2 separate regions of the Mus musculus genome follow, and region 2 is linked to region 1. Evidence: chromatin contacts called from public HiChIP or PLAC-seq data. All regions are on one chromosome and are shown on one strand. Each heading gives the region's core, a stretch centred on a gene start, on an enhancer-like site or on the middle of the called end of the contact. The rest is flanking DNA. Distances are from core to core; before and after follow the strand shown.

What was found. HiChIP or PLAC-seq counts read pairs in DNA pulled down with a chosen protein or histone mark.
Region 2: an H3K27ac HiChIP or PLAC-seq map of the NIH/3T3 cell line shows a contact between it and region 1, with 10 times the contacts expected there. The contact joins two enhancer-like sites. A contact is called at or near these places in 3 of 15 datasets of contacts at CTCF or cohesin (embryonic stem cells, pro-B cells and stem cell-derived epiblast-like cells), 10 of 484 Hi-C or Micro-C datasets (adipose-derived mesenchymal stem cells, embryonic stem cells, palatal mesenchyme and 1 more), 1 of 115 datasets of contacts at active chromatin or transcription factors (the NIH/3T3 cell line) and 1 of 9 other capture datasets (embryonic stem cells).

What each region holds. Positions count from the first base shown.
Region 1 is chr1:178,756,898-178,760,339 of GRCm38.p6, forward strand. The region is part of intron 4 of Kif26b (kinesin family member 26B); the gene reads left to right. It also overlaps the pseudogene Gm34176. Among named protein-coding and RNA genes, the nearest start is that of Gm46249, 17 kb to the right of the region's middle. Within about 2 kb of position 1,799, at least 13 of the 459 cell types and tissues checked have an H3K27ac peak or open chromatin away from gene starts, as enhancers often do. A contact at or near this core is called in the NIH/3T3 cell line and adipose-derived mesenchymal stem cells, where this site is marked.
Region 2 is chr1:179,475,672-179,479,113 of GRCm38.p6, forward strand. All of the region lies in intron 1 of Smyd3 (SET and MYND domain containing 3), which reads right to left. Among named protein-coding and RNA genes, the nearest start is that of Smyd3, 41 kb to the right of the region's middle. Within about 2 kb of position 1,705, at least 61 of the 459 cell types and tissues checked have an H3K27ac peak or open chromatin away from gene starts, as enhancers often do. A contact at or near this core is called in the NIH/3T3 cell line and adipose-derived mesenchymal stem cells, where this site is marked.

The DNA of each region.
Region 1 (3,442 bases), core at 549-3,048:
GCGCCCACTGTCTCTGGGGGTCATATTTATATTCCTTTTAAACATCATGAGTCTTCTCACATGTCTGCTATAGCAAAACATCCTTTTACCTGTGCCTGCTTCAGCAAAACATCCTTTCACCTGTGTGCCCCAGCAAAACATCATTTGACAAAACTGATTTTCCTAAGGGAATCATTTTTATGCAAACCACCACTGGAACCAACTTCAAACCTAGTCCAAACCAATGAAAAGGGAGCTGGAAACTGAGGCACAGAGCAAAAGGACAGGGATTAAACTAATCTGTGCCATGCACCCACTGCTATAGGCTCCCAGACCCCAGGCCTGCTGACTCACTGCTGCTGGCTGCTTGCTGATTGCATACATTACTGCATTCTTCCCCTGAGTGCTCCCTACTGGTGACCATGCAGGAATATCATCATGACCCTAACTGGTGCCTCTGAGGTGGGTACGTGGGTAAGAGATGAATGAACTGCAGGCAAACAGCTCTTACCTTGTAGCTAAAGCTAGCAGTCAGAGAGCACTGATTCCCAAGCAAGAGCCTGGTGCTCAGGGTTCCCTTAAAGCCATACAGAGCGTGTCAATGAAAGGATGGGTAAAACCACAGAGAAAATGCTGTCTGCCTTCCCTGATCACTCACCCTGAGAATTTTGTGTTGTTTGCTTTTGATATTTAATCCCCTTCTTATTCATACAGGTTCTTTAAACATTGAAATGTTTGTAACTCTTTAGAGCTACTTACCCCTGGAAAAGTGTGTGTGTGTGTGTGTGTGTGTGTGTGTGTGTGTGTGTGTGTGTCTTGGCAGAAGTGGATGGCACACTCTATCAAATGAATTATTTTTGAAAGGAATTCTTACTGAGCTGGGGCAGGGGTAGGAAAGCCACAGGATGGTCCTTGAGCCTGGCAGCATAGTCTCTTGCTACCCCCAAAGCAGGGTAGCTATGACGTAACCTGCAGGAAGGACACCATGAAGGGCTGGGGCTGATGGTTATATCAGACAGTTATTGTCTCTTTACAGAGTGAAAGTCCTGTGTCTTTCCAAGCTCCTCTGTAGCTAATCAGAGCAGGAAATGAAAAGGAAATCTGAAATGTTAGCTAGCTCTTCGTTACTGTAGCAAATACCCAAGGCAATCAATCAGTTTACAAAGAGGAAGGGCTCATTTTTTTGTTCCTAGTTAGAGATGCCTTGAGTGCCTGATTCGTTGGGCCTCACTGTTTTAGGGCCTATGATGAGATAACATGTCAGAGGCAAGGGATAGGAAGAAGGGACTGAGTCTGAGATCCCCTCCAAAGGCGCAGTGACTTAGATCTCCCACTAGGCCCCATCGATCCAATGGTCCACCACACACTGGAGACCAAGCCTTTGGCAAAGGACCATTGGGGAGCGGGGACACTTAAAATCCAAATCATAGCATCTGCTGAGGCAGCTTCATTCGTCTGCCTCCTGATGTAGATTGATGTAGAGAGAATGAGGAGTGGATTTAGCAGAATCAATGACACCCCCCAGTCCTCACAAGAACAGTGTGGAATGGGCCCACTAGAAAAATATCCAAACATGCAAAATGAGACCTATGTTTTGGGGCCGCTTGTCTATCCCTTCATCCAATCTCTGGACTTCATCTTAAGAGCTGATTTATACTGATGGGATATTTCTTTTTCTGGATTGAAAACAAACTCTTGAGCCTGTGGGCTCCTTTAAGCCTGGAACAACCGAGTGAATGGATGGCTGCATACAGCCCGTCTGGGTCAGCTGCATGGCCAGCCACTGTGGTATTTCTTTTCCTATTCTAACATAACAAAGGGCTGACTAAGCTAGGAGGGGAACAGAGCCAGGGAAGGAGACTACAGCCCTACAGTATTTTATGGGAATAGTATAAATTGTGGTCATCTAAAGGAAGATTTATGCCTAGAATTTACAAGGTAAACAGAATCACCCACAGGAAGGAAAAGGACAGATTTTCAAACCCCAGACCTTCTCTTCCGTTTTCTTAGCTGAAGGAGAGGTGAGCTGGTGGGCAGACATTGTGAGGATCTTGCTGTAAACTTTACATTGCCCTCCCCACCCCCAAAACACGTTGAAAGCTCCCCATCCCTCTTTAAGATAACTGACAGTTACTCTGAGAGAAAGGAACTCACAAGCTTTAGTATAAGGGGGCTAAAATCACCCAGGGTTTTGGGTTCAAGCATGTGCCATCCTGCCCAAGGTGATGACAGTGGCCGTTTCTTCTCAGGAGCTGTAGGAAGGAAGCTAGGAAGCCTCTAGCTCTGAACAGTATTCAGCAAGACCATTAACATTTCTGAGCATCCCATGATTAAAATAAGACCATGTTAGATACTTGCACAGCTGTGTGGTGACATAAAAGGGGATCAGGGAAGAAGGAAGGAGGAGGGAGGGGAGGAGGAGGAGAAGGAGGAGGAAGAGAAGGGAGAGGAGAAGGAGGAAGAAGAGGAGGATGGAGGGGAGGAGGAAGAGGAGGCTGTTGGCTTATCCTGGGTCTACACTTTCATTTGAGCCTGTAGCAGGATGGTGCTTTGTGGAGTCTTTTGCTAGCTTCTGATGTCTGCTAGACTCCCCTTGTTCAAATTCTGGATTTAACTGTTCTTGAAGTTTGAGGTGAAATCCGGACTTTGAGAAAAGGATAGTCTTTTTAAAAATTTTTTTATTAGGTATTTTCCTCATTTTCATTTCCAATGCTATCCCAAAAGTCCCCCATACCCTCCCCCCCTACTCCCCTACCCACCCCCTCCCACTTCTTGACCCTGACGTTCCCCTGTACTGAGGCATATAAAGTTTGCACGACCAATGGGCCTCTCTTTCCACTGATTGCCAGCTAGGCCATCTTCTGATACATATGCAGCTAGAGACACAAGCTCCAGGGGATACTGGTTAGTTTATATTGTTGTTCCACCTATAGGGTTGCAGATCCCTTTAGCTCCTTGGATACTTTCTCTAGCTCCCCCATTGGGGGCCTTGTGACCCATCCAATAGCTGACTGTGAGCATCCGCTTCTGTGTTTGCTAGGCCCCAGCATAGTCTCTCAAGAGACAGCTATATCAAGGTCCTTTCAGCAAAATCTTGCTAGTGTATGCAATGGTGTCTGCGTTTGGCGGCTGGCTGATTATGGGATGGATCCCTGGATATGGTAGTCTCTAGATGGTCCATCCTTTTGTCTCAGCTCCAAACTTTGTCTCTGCAACTCCTTCCATGGGTGTTTTGTTCCCAATTCTAAGAAGGGGCACTTGATCTTTGACAAGGGAGCTAAAACCATCCAGTGGAAAAAAGACAGCATTTTCAACAAATGGTGCTGGCACAACTGGCAGTTAACATGTAGAAGAATGTGAATTGATCCATTCCTATCTCCTTGTACTAGTTAACATGTAGAAGAATGTGAATTGATCCATTCCTATCTCCTTGTACTAAGGTCAAATCTAAGTGGATCAAGGA
Region 2 (3,442 bases), core at 455-2,954, 720 kb after region 1:
CAACGCAAGGGTAGCTGACCACCTTGCCACATACAGCGGGCCCTGAATAAGCAACCACTTGTTGTTACCCGTGTGTTCTTCGTTTTCCTTCCCCCAAACAAGGATAAAAACAAAATCTCCATTTTATTTTTGTGATTTTTTTTTCCCTACTGTAATTTAAAATCCCTTCTTCTGGAGGCAAGATTGGAAACCTTGCTGTGGAATCAGGCTGTCAAGACCTGCCGCCTCCAGCTACGACCGGTTACATGAGCTCTGTGATCTTCTGCACATCAGTTTCCTTGCTGCCATTCTCAACAAGAGAAAAACCAGAAATGACCAGTGCTTAGGGCTACGGTAACTGTGATCAACACTCAGGCTGTGCCTGGCACGGACGGTGTTCAGTGAAGCCTGCTGCTTTCGCTGGCCCATTTAATCCTGTGAATCCACAGCCCGCTGCTGTTGGATTGAGAGTCTTCTCGATTTGCTTGTTGTATCATCAGAAATATAACGCCCGGGCTTTCTTTGAAAGTCACCGCACGTCTTTTCTAACGCACGTGTGTTGTTTGGACAAATGGCAGAGAAGAACCAAAGCACGTGCAGGACTCAAAAGGACTGAAGCTGAACCGGTAAAAAATAACCAAAGTCACCAGGTCGTTCTCTCAGAAATGCCTGTTAGGCCACCATCGCTCAACTGTCCCTCTGATTACCCCCAAGACATTAGTCATCTGTAATTCAACAGGAATTGAGGTTACATAGGTGTGCATCTGTCAAAGTCATCGAACGAGGACACTTGGGACATACACTCACTGTAACACATCCCTTAATCCAGCTGGTCTCCCTTGTCAAATCGTGACATCTCAAGGACATCAAGGAACAAGTATTCAACTTTTGAACTCTCAAAACTAGACCTTGCCTAGCCTGTGTGAGGATCACAGTAAACACCTCACTGATCAAAGGAAGACAAACTCAAGAATTTGAGGGCCTGGGGCTGGAGAGGTGGCTCAGTAGTTAAGAGCACGGGTTGCTCTGCCAACAGCCACAAGGTGGCTCACAACTGTCTGTGACCTCAATCCCAGTCAGTGGATCGGACATTCTCTTCTGGCCCCGCTAGGGACAAAGTACCTAACGGTGCACAGGCACGCATGCAGGCAAAACACTCCTACACATACAACAAGTAGCTTAAGAGATTTAAAGAATTTAAGAAATTATATGTATTGGAGTTTATTCTGAAAAGCACTCATTAGGATTGTGAGAGTAGAGGCACACATCTTTAACCCCAGTGCTTGAGAAGCAGAGGCAGGCAGATCTCTGAGTTCAAGGACAGCCTGGTCTACAGAGTGAGTTCCAAGACAGCCAGGACTACATAGAGAAACCCTAGTGTGGGGAGTGGGGGTGGGGGACATCAGAATGAAAATGTCATAATGAAATCTATTATTCTATATGTTAACTTTAAAAAATGAAAGTACTATTTTAAGTAATGATTATATCTGGAGAGTTATTGCAAGCATTTAAATTTAACTCATTATAAAAAGAACTCTGTTAATGAACAAACTAGTGGTTTCAGTGCCTTGCACTGTTCATTATATATGACCCTACTGCCACCTAGTGGAAATGCCAGGCTATTACCACACTTGAAAAGTCCCAAAAAGAAGACAAGACTCCCAATTGGGCTGATGGGACAGAAAGCAAACATAATTAAGCCACAAACATGCAGGAGATCCCACAAGGGAACATTCCTTTCTGCTTTGATCACTTCTGTGTGCCTAGAGCCAAGGAGATTGGCAGAGGACTTTGTTGGCTTTCAGAGACTATTTATTAGCTCACTGACAAGACCCAGGGAAGACATTTAGTCATTCAAAGGCAATAGAATTTTATTCAGACAATGGATTGCTCAGTATTTAAAGGAAATGAGCTATTAAGCCACAGAAGCAAGGATCAACTTTCAATGCATGTTGCAAAGCGAAAGAAGTAAACTTGGAAGGGTTATACACAGTATGATCCAAATCCCCGTGACATTCGGGAGAAGTCAAGGCCACAGAGGCAGGAAGAAGAGCATCGGTGGCCAGGACTGACTGAGAGAGAGAGGAGGGGATAGATGGAACTGGAGACATGTCACACCCACTGGTCCAAACTCAGAGAATATGCAACACTAAGTGAATCTTAATACAAACTTTAGCTGTTAGGTGATGTGTCACATGAGTCAGGAGTTGTGATAACTGTACTTAAGGCTGGGATGTAGACGTGAGGACAGCTGTGTGTTTGAGAAGCACAGTACATATGTTACCTCTTTGTATCTCTATACCCAAAACTAGTCCAAAACACAAAATCGACTTTAAAAGAGATTACACACACACACACACACATGTATACACACACACATGTATACACACACACACAATGCTTCACTCTGACCTAAGAGTCCTCTGTGTAAAATCTGCATTTAATGAGTACATCCAAAGCAGGATGCTTGCTAGATGTGGTGGCATAAGCCTGAAAGCCAGCATTTATCAGGCTAAATTAGGTGTTTAAGGCCAGCCTGGAGAAAGGGGTACTTCCTAGTCATCAAGCAGTTTGATGGTGCTTACTGGGTATCACACGCTGTCTTCCCCGTTTCACAAACATCAGATCATTTCATGTATAGAGAATCTGTGACTGCCACTCCTGGCTGCCAATCTCACATCTGGAATGAACTACAATCCAGAAGCAGAGGGCACACCTACAACAGATTTTTTGCTTGGTTAGAAGTGTGTGGATCCACTTCTAGTCAGGACTTTTGGTGGAAAGGCACTCACCTTTTATCTGTATCTTAAGGTGGGAAGACACACCTATAATCCGGGCCACACCTTCTGCTGGAAGCCTACATAAGGACTTAGAAGAAGGAAGCTTTTGCTCTGTGCCCGCTTGCTCTTCTCTTGCTAGCCAAGTCCATTCCTTCACTGGCATTAGATTAGAGCCTATCTCTTAGGGATGTGTCTACTAGCAGAGACATCTAGCCTCATGGACTGACAACTCCTGGATTCTTGGACTTTCTGTTCACAGCCTGACATTGTTGGATTAGCTGGACTGCAGCCTGTGAGGCATCCCGATAAACCCCCTTTATACAGAGAGAAGGATTCATTAATTCATTCTTTCTCTAGAGAACCCTCATACGACATTCACCACAGTCCTATGAGAACCACATTTCTGTCCCGTTTACTAGACAGGGACATTCAGACACAGAGACCATAAATGACTTGCCCAGAGTCACACAGCTGGCGAGTTGTAGAGATGATGACTCTCACTGTCGACACAAAACTCTGTCAGACACGAGGCAAAAAAAAAAAAAAAAGTGTGCCTACCAGTGGTGTGACTGTCTACAAAACACAGAAGGGAAAAAAATTTAAAGTACTATTAGATCAAAAACTCATGTATTTATTTTTTAAAGGCAGTATTATTTCTATGTCCAAATAATAAAATTTAGAAT